2 separate regions of the Sus scrofa genome follow, and region 2 is linked to region 1. The links are chromatin contacts, called in public HiChIP or PLAC-seq maps. All regions are on one chromosome and are shown on one strand. The core of a region is the stretch at or near the end of the contact, and the rest is flanking DNA. Distances in the headings are between cores, read along the strand shown. Region 1 has its middle 610 kb from the start of MAFB. Region 2 has its middle 350 kb from the start of MAFB.

Region 1 (3,881 bases), core at 898-3,397:
TCCTGGTTGGGGCAGAGGAGGGAAGAGAGGTGAAAGGCCCAAAGACACCTTACTGGATGAGCGCTCATATATATTTAGTTTATTTCCTCTGGCCATGGCTGTTGTTTAAAATTAACTCCGTCCCTTAGGGGATGTTTTTGTAGAATGTTCACCTGCAGGTCCTTGATACAGGTGATACATACTCTAGCTGGTCCTGTAAGGGAGCCTTTTAGCCTAGGGGGTCCCTCAACTTGAATGGAACAAAATGTATGTATGTATGCATACATGTATGTATTTTCACTGATCTCTACCTGAAATTTGTCATGTCCATCAATTATAAATGTGCAAATTCTAATGGAAATTTAGCATTTCCTTCTATTTCGAATTTGGTTTCATTAACAGTACTTGTAACTTTGTCACCAATGAAATGAATCAGAGGGAACTTCATATTACATTGTGGTTATGAAGATATTTCAAAATGCTGTTTACACTTATCACGGTTTCAAGATTACCAAAATTATGGTAGTTTTTAGAACTGATACTATATCCCATTGTTTTAATGTGTTAAGAATTTTTTTAATATATTGATTACTCTGCTTAGATATAGTTTCCTTTGAAATTCTATGAATTTAATTTATGCACTTGAAAATGGAAGTCAACGAAGGGATCATCCGTAGACACAGACTGCCAAGAGGGTTTATGGCACAAAGATGGCATTGTTGTTTGAGTTCCTCCTCCACTGCATATTCTCTCTGAGGTTGCCCTGTCTCCCTTCCAAGCAGCCTTCTTGGGCAAAGTCCCTTGATGGCGATAAAGATCAGTTCTCTTTCTCCTGCATCCATGGCTGACATCTCCTCCGTGGGAACCAAGCACTGTTGCCAGTGCTCCATAGCACTGCAGGCGCACCCTAACCACTGCCCCTAGCTGTCTGCTGTCCAGGTCTGCTAGTCAGCTAGTGTGCGCCAGTAGGGCATGCTGACTGTGAGAGGGTTGACGTACTCCTATAACACTTGGTACTGAGCACCCCCCAAACCCTCAAGCAATGCCGGTGCCTTCCCAGCCCCCATCCAGGAACCCGAGAGTCAATACTTGCTAAAACTGGGCCCTACAGAGCAGACCCCCCTTGCACAGCTGATGTTAGTTCTCACTCGTCAGTGTGCATGCCTTGTTGGATACTGAAACCCCTTTGGAATATCAAACCTGTTCACTGCATCTAGTTCCCTAGTTGGGGCTTCCACACCTCTCACAAGACTTGAGGCAAGAGGGTGACATCCCCTCCCCCTTCGTGGAATGGTAAGAGGTAAATGCTCCCATACATTTTCCCAAAGAAATTCTCTCTTTAATCTATCACCTCAGCCTTCTTTTACCTTTCAGTTGGCTTTTGAACCTTAGGTATTAAGGGTCCATATTAAATTTTCATTCATTGAAATTACTGCTGACAACCCATCTCTCTCTGCTCCCCCCGCCCCTACCCCACATACATACCTCTACCTCTGCTTAGGTAGGACTTTCCAGAGGATTAGACTTTTGAACCACACATTTTTCAACACTGACATTTGGAAAGGCCTCAGACTTGAAGGCAGAGAAAACTAATTGCCCAAGGCCTCCAATCTAAAAATAGAGTCTACTAATCCTGGACTGGCCAGCTTATACAGCCTGCAGTGTCTCCACCACACAGGAGGCCACAGTCCTGCCTCTCCTGTTTCCACTTTCTCTGTGACCTGGCTGGTTCCCCGCTGGCATAACTCTCAGTCCCTACCCGATCCCTGTGACAAACCGGACACGAATAACAAGGCCAGAGAAGTGTGCACTGATTTCCTGGGTGACCTGTCTCTCTCTCCTGTCCCGGTGCTGATTTAAGGAAAAGAAGTTTATAGCTGGGAATAAACAGGGAAGGCCCTGCTTTATTTGTTTTTAATGTGTCCGTGTTTTGTGTGGGTTTGACTCTGAAGCCATTGTCTCTAGCCCTGATGCTCGTAACTCTACGGTATTCAGCAGGATCAGCTTTTAGTGACTTAACCAGGGTTTCCTTAGACAGTAAACAGCCGCTTAATGCCTTTTACACCACCAGGAAAATGAGATTACTCCTTGAGGAGTCCAGCAGCTCTCAGCTGCTGTCGAAAGGGTGCTTTGACTGTTTGTTTGGCTGCAAGGCACCACAGCAGGCGGCCTGAGCTTGTTTAAAATTAGCTTCCCCCATAAATCACTTGCACAATGAAATGCCTACCTCTGTCCTCTGACATATTTGTGTCTCTGTTTATTTTTAATGATGACATGGCTTTTTCTGTCTCCATTTGGCTCTTTATCCTCCATGCTCCTGAACACTAAATTCTATGCCACAAATGAAAAATCTAAGAAACTGCAGGGATTTAATAGCACAAAATGTAGTGGGGAAACTGAGTTAGCCCTGGGGTCTTTATGATAGAAATCACCCCTGCTCCACTTTGACCTAATTGTTATATCCTAAAAATGTTCCCTTGTAAAGGGGCAGGAGACTTCTTTGTATGCATTTGCAAAACTCAGCAAATGTACCTTTAATTAAGATCTCTGTATTCCGTTACATGTAAATGTTAAATGAGAAAGGAAAAGAATTGTAAACAAATAATAAACTCTTCCCAATAAGGTGCATGCAGAAGTATTTAGGAGGAAGTATACTAGTGCCCACAATTTACTTTGATATACTTCTTAAACTGTCATGAAGTAACTGCTGGGTAGAGGGATATGTGATCAAAGAGATCCAGTAGTCCTCCCTTGTCTCATTTACCTGTGGTCATCTGCATTCTGGAAATATTTCAGAAATGAACAATTCATAAGTCTTAAGTTGCATGCCTTTCTGAGTAGGGTGATGAAATCTCACACTGTCCTGCTCCATCCCATCCAGGACAGGAAACCCCCTCTGTCCAGGACATCGCACCCCTTAATAGCACTTAATAGCATTCTTGGTTAGCAATCGCAGTGCTTGTGTTCAGTGTCCCTTACTTTATATAATGGTTCTAAGGCTCAAGAGTCGTGATGCTGGCAATTCAGATATGCTAAAGAGAAGCTGTAAAGTGCTTCCTTTATGAGAAAAGGTGAAAGTTCTCAATAAGGAAATTAAAAAAAAATAGGAAGTAGGCTGCTGAGGTTGCTAATACATGGTAAGTATGAATCTTCAATTTGTGAAATTGTGAAGAAGGCAAGAGAAATTTGTACTACTTTGGTGTTGTACCTCAAACAGCAAAAGTTACATTCACAGTGCATTACAAGTGCTTAGTTAAGATAGGAATATATTAAATTTCTATAGATGCACAGACCTGTTGATCCTCATTTATTAGGAAAGAAGGCAGAGGGAATATGGCAAAAAAGTAAATAATCATAACAAAGCTCCAGCTACACAGGGAGTATTTAGTCTTGAGTCTCCAACCAATTATTTTGTGAAATTAGAAAGTCCTTCAATCTCTCTGAGACTCAATTTGCCTGTGTATAAAGAAGTATACTCCTCTGTGATCTATAAGATCCTTTCTAGTTTTAAACATCATAGAGGTGTTTCACTTCTGTTTTCTCAGGAGGCGTGTCCTATTGGCTAACAGATTTTAGTGCAGTTTCTTTATTTTGTTGTAGTCTATTGGTTGCCTAGGAAGGATTTATAATTAGATATGGTGCCCTTTTTTATTGCAGTACATTTGGTTTCCTAGGGATTTTTGTGTTATTCAGTAATATGGGAAGTGTCCCCACATTCCTAAAGTTATATACCCAGTATAATTTGGAAATACTGTCACATATCTATTAAATGAAAATGGGATAGGATACTGTGCAAAGACTTTAATAAATACTCAAGGAAAAGGTCTTGTCAGATATGGTTTGGGAATCTTTTTCTTAAAAGTGCTAGTATAATAACAAAAGTATAATAAAACATTAGAATT
Region 2 (3,881 bases), core at 491-2,990, 270 kb after region 1:
AGTGTGCTTCACCCCTTTACATTGTCAGACATGTGAAAAAAATGTGATGTGATTAAGATATTTTTAAAAGAGTGCTTGTAGCTTTTTTTTTTTTTTTTTTTTTTTTTGCCTTTTTTAGGGCCGTGCCTGAAGCGTATGGAAGTTCCCAGGCTAGGGGTGGAATCAGAGCTGCAACAGCCAGCCTGTGCCACAGCCTCAGCTACACAGGATCCAAGCCTCATCTGCAGCCTACACCATAGCTCATGGCAATGCCAGATCCTTAACCCACTGAGCCAGCCCAAGGATCAAACCCAAATCCTTGTGGTTCCTAGTCTGGTTTCCTTCTGCTGAGACATGACAGGAACTCCTCTTATAACATTTTTTTTTTTTAAAGTGAGAATTGCAACAATTTTTATTTGTTATTTGTTATTTATTTGTATTTATGTATTTATTTATTTCGCTTTTTAGGGCCTCACCCGAGACATATGGAGGTTCCCAGGCTAGGGGTCCAATCAACATGAACCTGCAACCTCATGGTTCCTAGTTAGATTCGTTTCTGCTGTGCCACGATGGGAACTCCTCCTCTTGCAACATTTTTTAATGTCCCATGTGGGTTTCTCCACAGTCGCAGTCACCCTACATCTAACCTAGAGGAACCTAATAGATACTTGTAGTTGTAGGAGAAATTGGAGGATGGTGGCTGGACTCACCTCCAGCTTGGAGACATGGACTCTTTGCTGGAAAGATACATCTAACTGGGAAAGAATGCAAGTGTGGCTAATCTTTGATCCTGTTTGAAGAGGAAAGCCTGACAATGAAATCCATACTGATAATGTCATTGAAAGGGCTCCTATTTCCTGGGAATCTCCAGTCTGAACCAATTTCCATTTGTCCCTCCCCATTCTCTCTATTTTTGCCTGGACTCGTCAAGGATGGCATAATCATAATTGAAGGGACAAATATCACCACAGTTTGATATTGGCCAAAAAAAAAAGGGGGGGGGGTTGCTAACATAGTCATTAACAGGAAAAAGCTTTAAAATCAGCCTGCCCATGGATTCACATATGGGAGGAACTTAGAACAGTGTGTCACAGAGAAAGTGCTTCTTATGTGTTGGTTGTTATTATTTTTTTATTTCTATTAAAATTGAAGTACTGTATTTCAGCTCTAAATGTGTCTGTCCAGCATCTCCAACCCTCCAGCCAAGACAGCCTTATATTTTCCATGAGAAGCAGCAAGACTTACTCTTGCTGTCTTAAACGCAGGGTTCCCTGCAGAGCGGGTTTCTCTGTGACCACCCAGTCAGTGTCTGCTTTGCATGCGGGCACCTTGTTTAGAACTAATGCCCCGTCCTGACCTTCAATCCATTTGGCTTGGGCTTGGACACCTGTTCCAGCCTTAACAGCCTCTCCCCACACATCCATGCCATTTCCCAAAGCAGGCAGTCCGCCCAGAGCCTGACCTGGCTTGACTGCCACTCCTAGGCGACTGCCTCCAGATCAGACCTTTTTAGACTTTCTTTCTAGACCAGCTCACAGCCTGATCACCACGCCCCTTTCTCATCTAATTCAACACAAGCCCTGCCCCCACCTGGATACATCCTTTCCCAACAAGCCTGAGTATCTGAATTCCCAACCTGACCCCATTCAAGGCATGATACTCGGGATCTTGGAACTCTAAACCCCCCGCTGTATAGATGAGGCTTGGTGGCTGAGGGCGGGGAGTGCATTCCCCCATGTCACACCCTGAGTGTATGACAGATGTAGGAAAAAACCCCAGCCCATGAGGAACATTTGTCTTGGAATATTGTTACGATTCCAGAAGCTATGGCTTATGTTTCCTCAGCTTGTCCTCACACAACCTCTGAGAGAACTTCTTTCTGAGACCATGCTGAGCAGGTAATTCCTTCCCTCGAAGTAGTCAAGGTCCTCGGATGCAAATGTCCTTCTCACTTTGGTGTTCAGGAATTGTCAGAGCATTGTGGTCCACCGGAGCCTGTGGAGGCGGAAAGAGAGTAAGAGAACAATCACTGGATCCATGAAGCAGTAAAAAAAAAAAAAAAAAAAAAAAAAGAAAGAAAAGAAAAAAAAAAAAGAACATCAAAGCTTCCTTTGGCTTTCTGTGAGCTGATAAAAAAAATCAGGGAGGGGACCAAGGTATCCATATAATTGTTTCAATTCTCCACAGTGTGTTGGTCCTCTGTCAGAGCCTATTAATTGACACACTGAGACATCTGAACATCCATAGGCGTCCTTATGATCACATCCAGACCAGCATAGACATGTGCCTGGAAAATGTACAGAAAGCCCCAATTTAGGAGGGCTATGGCCCTTTGGGGCTGAGGGGTCCTTCCATATTTGACTCTCTGCTGCCAAACTGTGTTTCCAATCCTGGGCATTTCCATCCTGGCCGTTTTCTGAATTAGGCCAAAATAAAGTACCAGAGGAAAGAGTCCTGGACTTGACATAATTTTGAGTCTCATCTCCTCTATCTATTTCATATAACCCATGGGGACCACAGTGTCTTGCTCTTAAAATTAAGAAGGAAGGGAGAAAGGGGGAGGAAGAAAGGGAGGGAAGGAGAGAGGGAGAAAAAAAAGAAAGAGGAAGGAAGGAAGGAAGGAAGGGAGGAAGGCAGGCGGGCAAAGGTGCTTTGCATGTTGCAAAAATGTAACAAAAATATTCAACTTCCTCTTTGACTATGCAGCAAAGATCCTCCAAGAAGAGCAGAAAATAGAGGATGTCAGATGTGAATAGATGGTGGGGATACACAGTCTCAAATGTTCGATTCCCTCATCTGCAAAGTGGAAACAAGAATAATATCACTTTATAAGGGTGTTTTAAGATGCGGAAGATAACGATGGGCGGGCGTATATGGTGACTAATTAAAAATACAAGTCATGTTTTGAAAACATGAACTCTAGTAGAACATTCCTTGCTGCTCCACCTGATCTTGGGAGGCATTAAGTCTATTTGCAGCTCCCCTGAAATGACGTGATGAGGTCCTTCCCTGAATTCAGAGGTGTTTTTGAGATAAGTTTCTCAGATTCCAAGCAGTCTTTTCTAAAGGCCTTAGGTCAACTGAAGGGAATGAGCAGGCAAGAAATAACTGGAAATGCTCACTTACAAGATGAAGGAGGCCCCCCACGGTCGGCGTATGGCACGAAGCAGACCAGCCTCTTCCTCCTTCCCCTCACACCTCCCCATCAAGGAAGCTATCTTGAACCCCTGAAACTCTGGACCACCCTAAAGACATCACGTCTCCTCAAAGGCTGAAACTAAAGTGGAGAGACTGGGAGGTCCCTTGCATGCCTCCTAAGATGGAATTTTCCAGCTTAGCATGGCCTGGTCCCCAGATGATTAACACTGGGTGTGCCTCCTTTCTTCAGAGGACACTAGGCCCACCCACGGGGACATAGATTTACCAAATAGGCCTGAAGGGACAATTATCAACACTCTGCAACACAGAACAGAGACACACACACGGTGAGGAGGGAAAAGTGAGTTCCAGTGAGCAGCAATTTACTGATACAGGGGGCTGGGATCAACAAGGTCGTTTGTATCTTCCCTGCAAGAGACAAAAGTAGCAGTAAATATCTCCATAGAAAGACATACTACATCACAACAGAAAAATTCTCCATTGTCAGATGTCAGAACCAAAAAGGTCCTGGAAGTAACCATCAGCCCTCCAATTAAAGATGAAGCCACACTCATATCCCTTAAAGAGATCTGGCAAGGGAAACGAGGAGACTTTGAGAAGACACAGGCCTGTGGAAGGATTGTTCCAGAATGTGTGAGAAATCCTGGCTCTAACCTTACTTCCCTGCTCCCCAGCCAGGCTGCACTGGAGTCTATGCATATATGTATGTATATGTATGACTGTCTTTACAGCGAAGACAAGAT

Evidence for each region. HiChIP or PLAC-seq counts read pairs in DNA pulled down with a chosen protein or histone mark.
Region 2: an H3K27ac HiChIP or PLAC-seq map of skeletal muscle shows a contact between it and region 1. The contact joins two enhancer-like sites. A contact is called at or near these places in 2 of 47 Hi-C or Micro-C datasets (both in skeletal muscle) and 1 of 2 datasets of contacts at active chromatin or transcription factors (skeletal muscle).

Annotation. Positions count from the first base shown.
Region 1 is chr17:42,795,509-42,799,389 of Sscrofa11.1, forward strand. No RefSeq gene overlaps it. Among named protein-coding and RNA genes, the nearest start is that of MAFB, 610 kb to the right of the region's middle. Within about 2 kb of position 2,148, at least 8 of the 83 cell types and tissues checked have an H3K27ac peak or open chromatin away from gene starts, as enhancers often do. A contact at or near this core is called in skeletal muscle, where this site is marked.
Region 2 is chr17:43,061,976-43,065,856 of Sscrofa11.1, forward strand. No RefSeq gene overlaps it. Among named protein-coding and RNA genes, the nearest start is that of MAFB, 350 kb to the right of the region's middle. Within about 2 kb of position 1,741, at least 3 of the 83 cell types and tissues checked have an H3K27ac peak or open chromatin away from gene starts, as enhancers often do. A contact at or near this core is called in skeletal muscle, where this site is marked.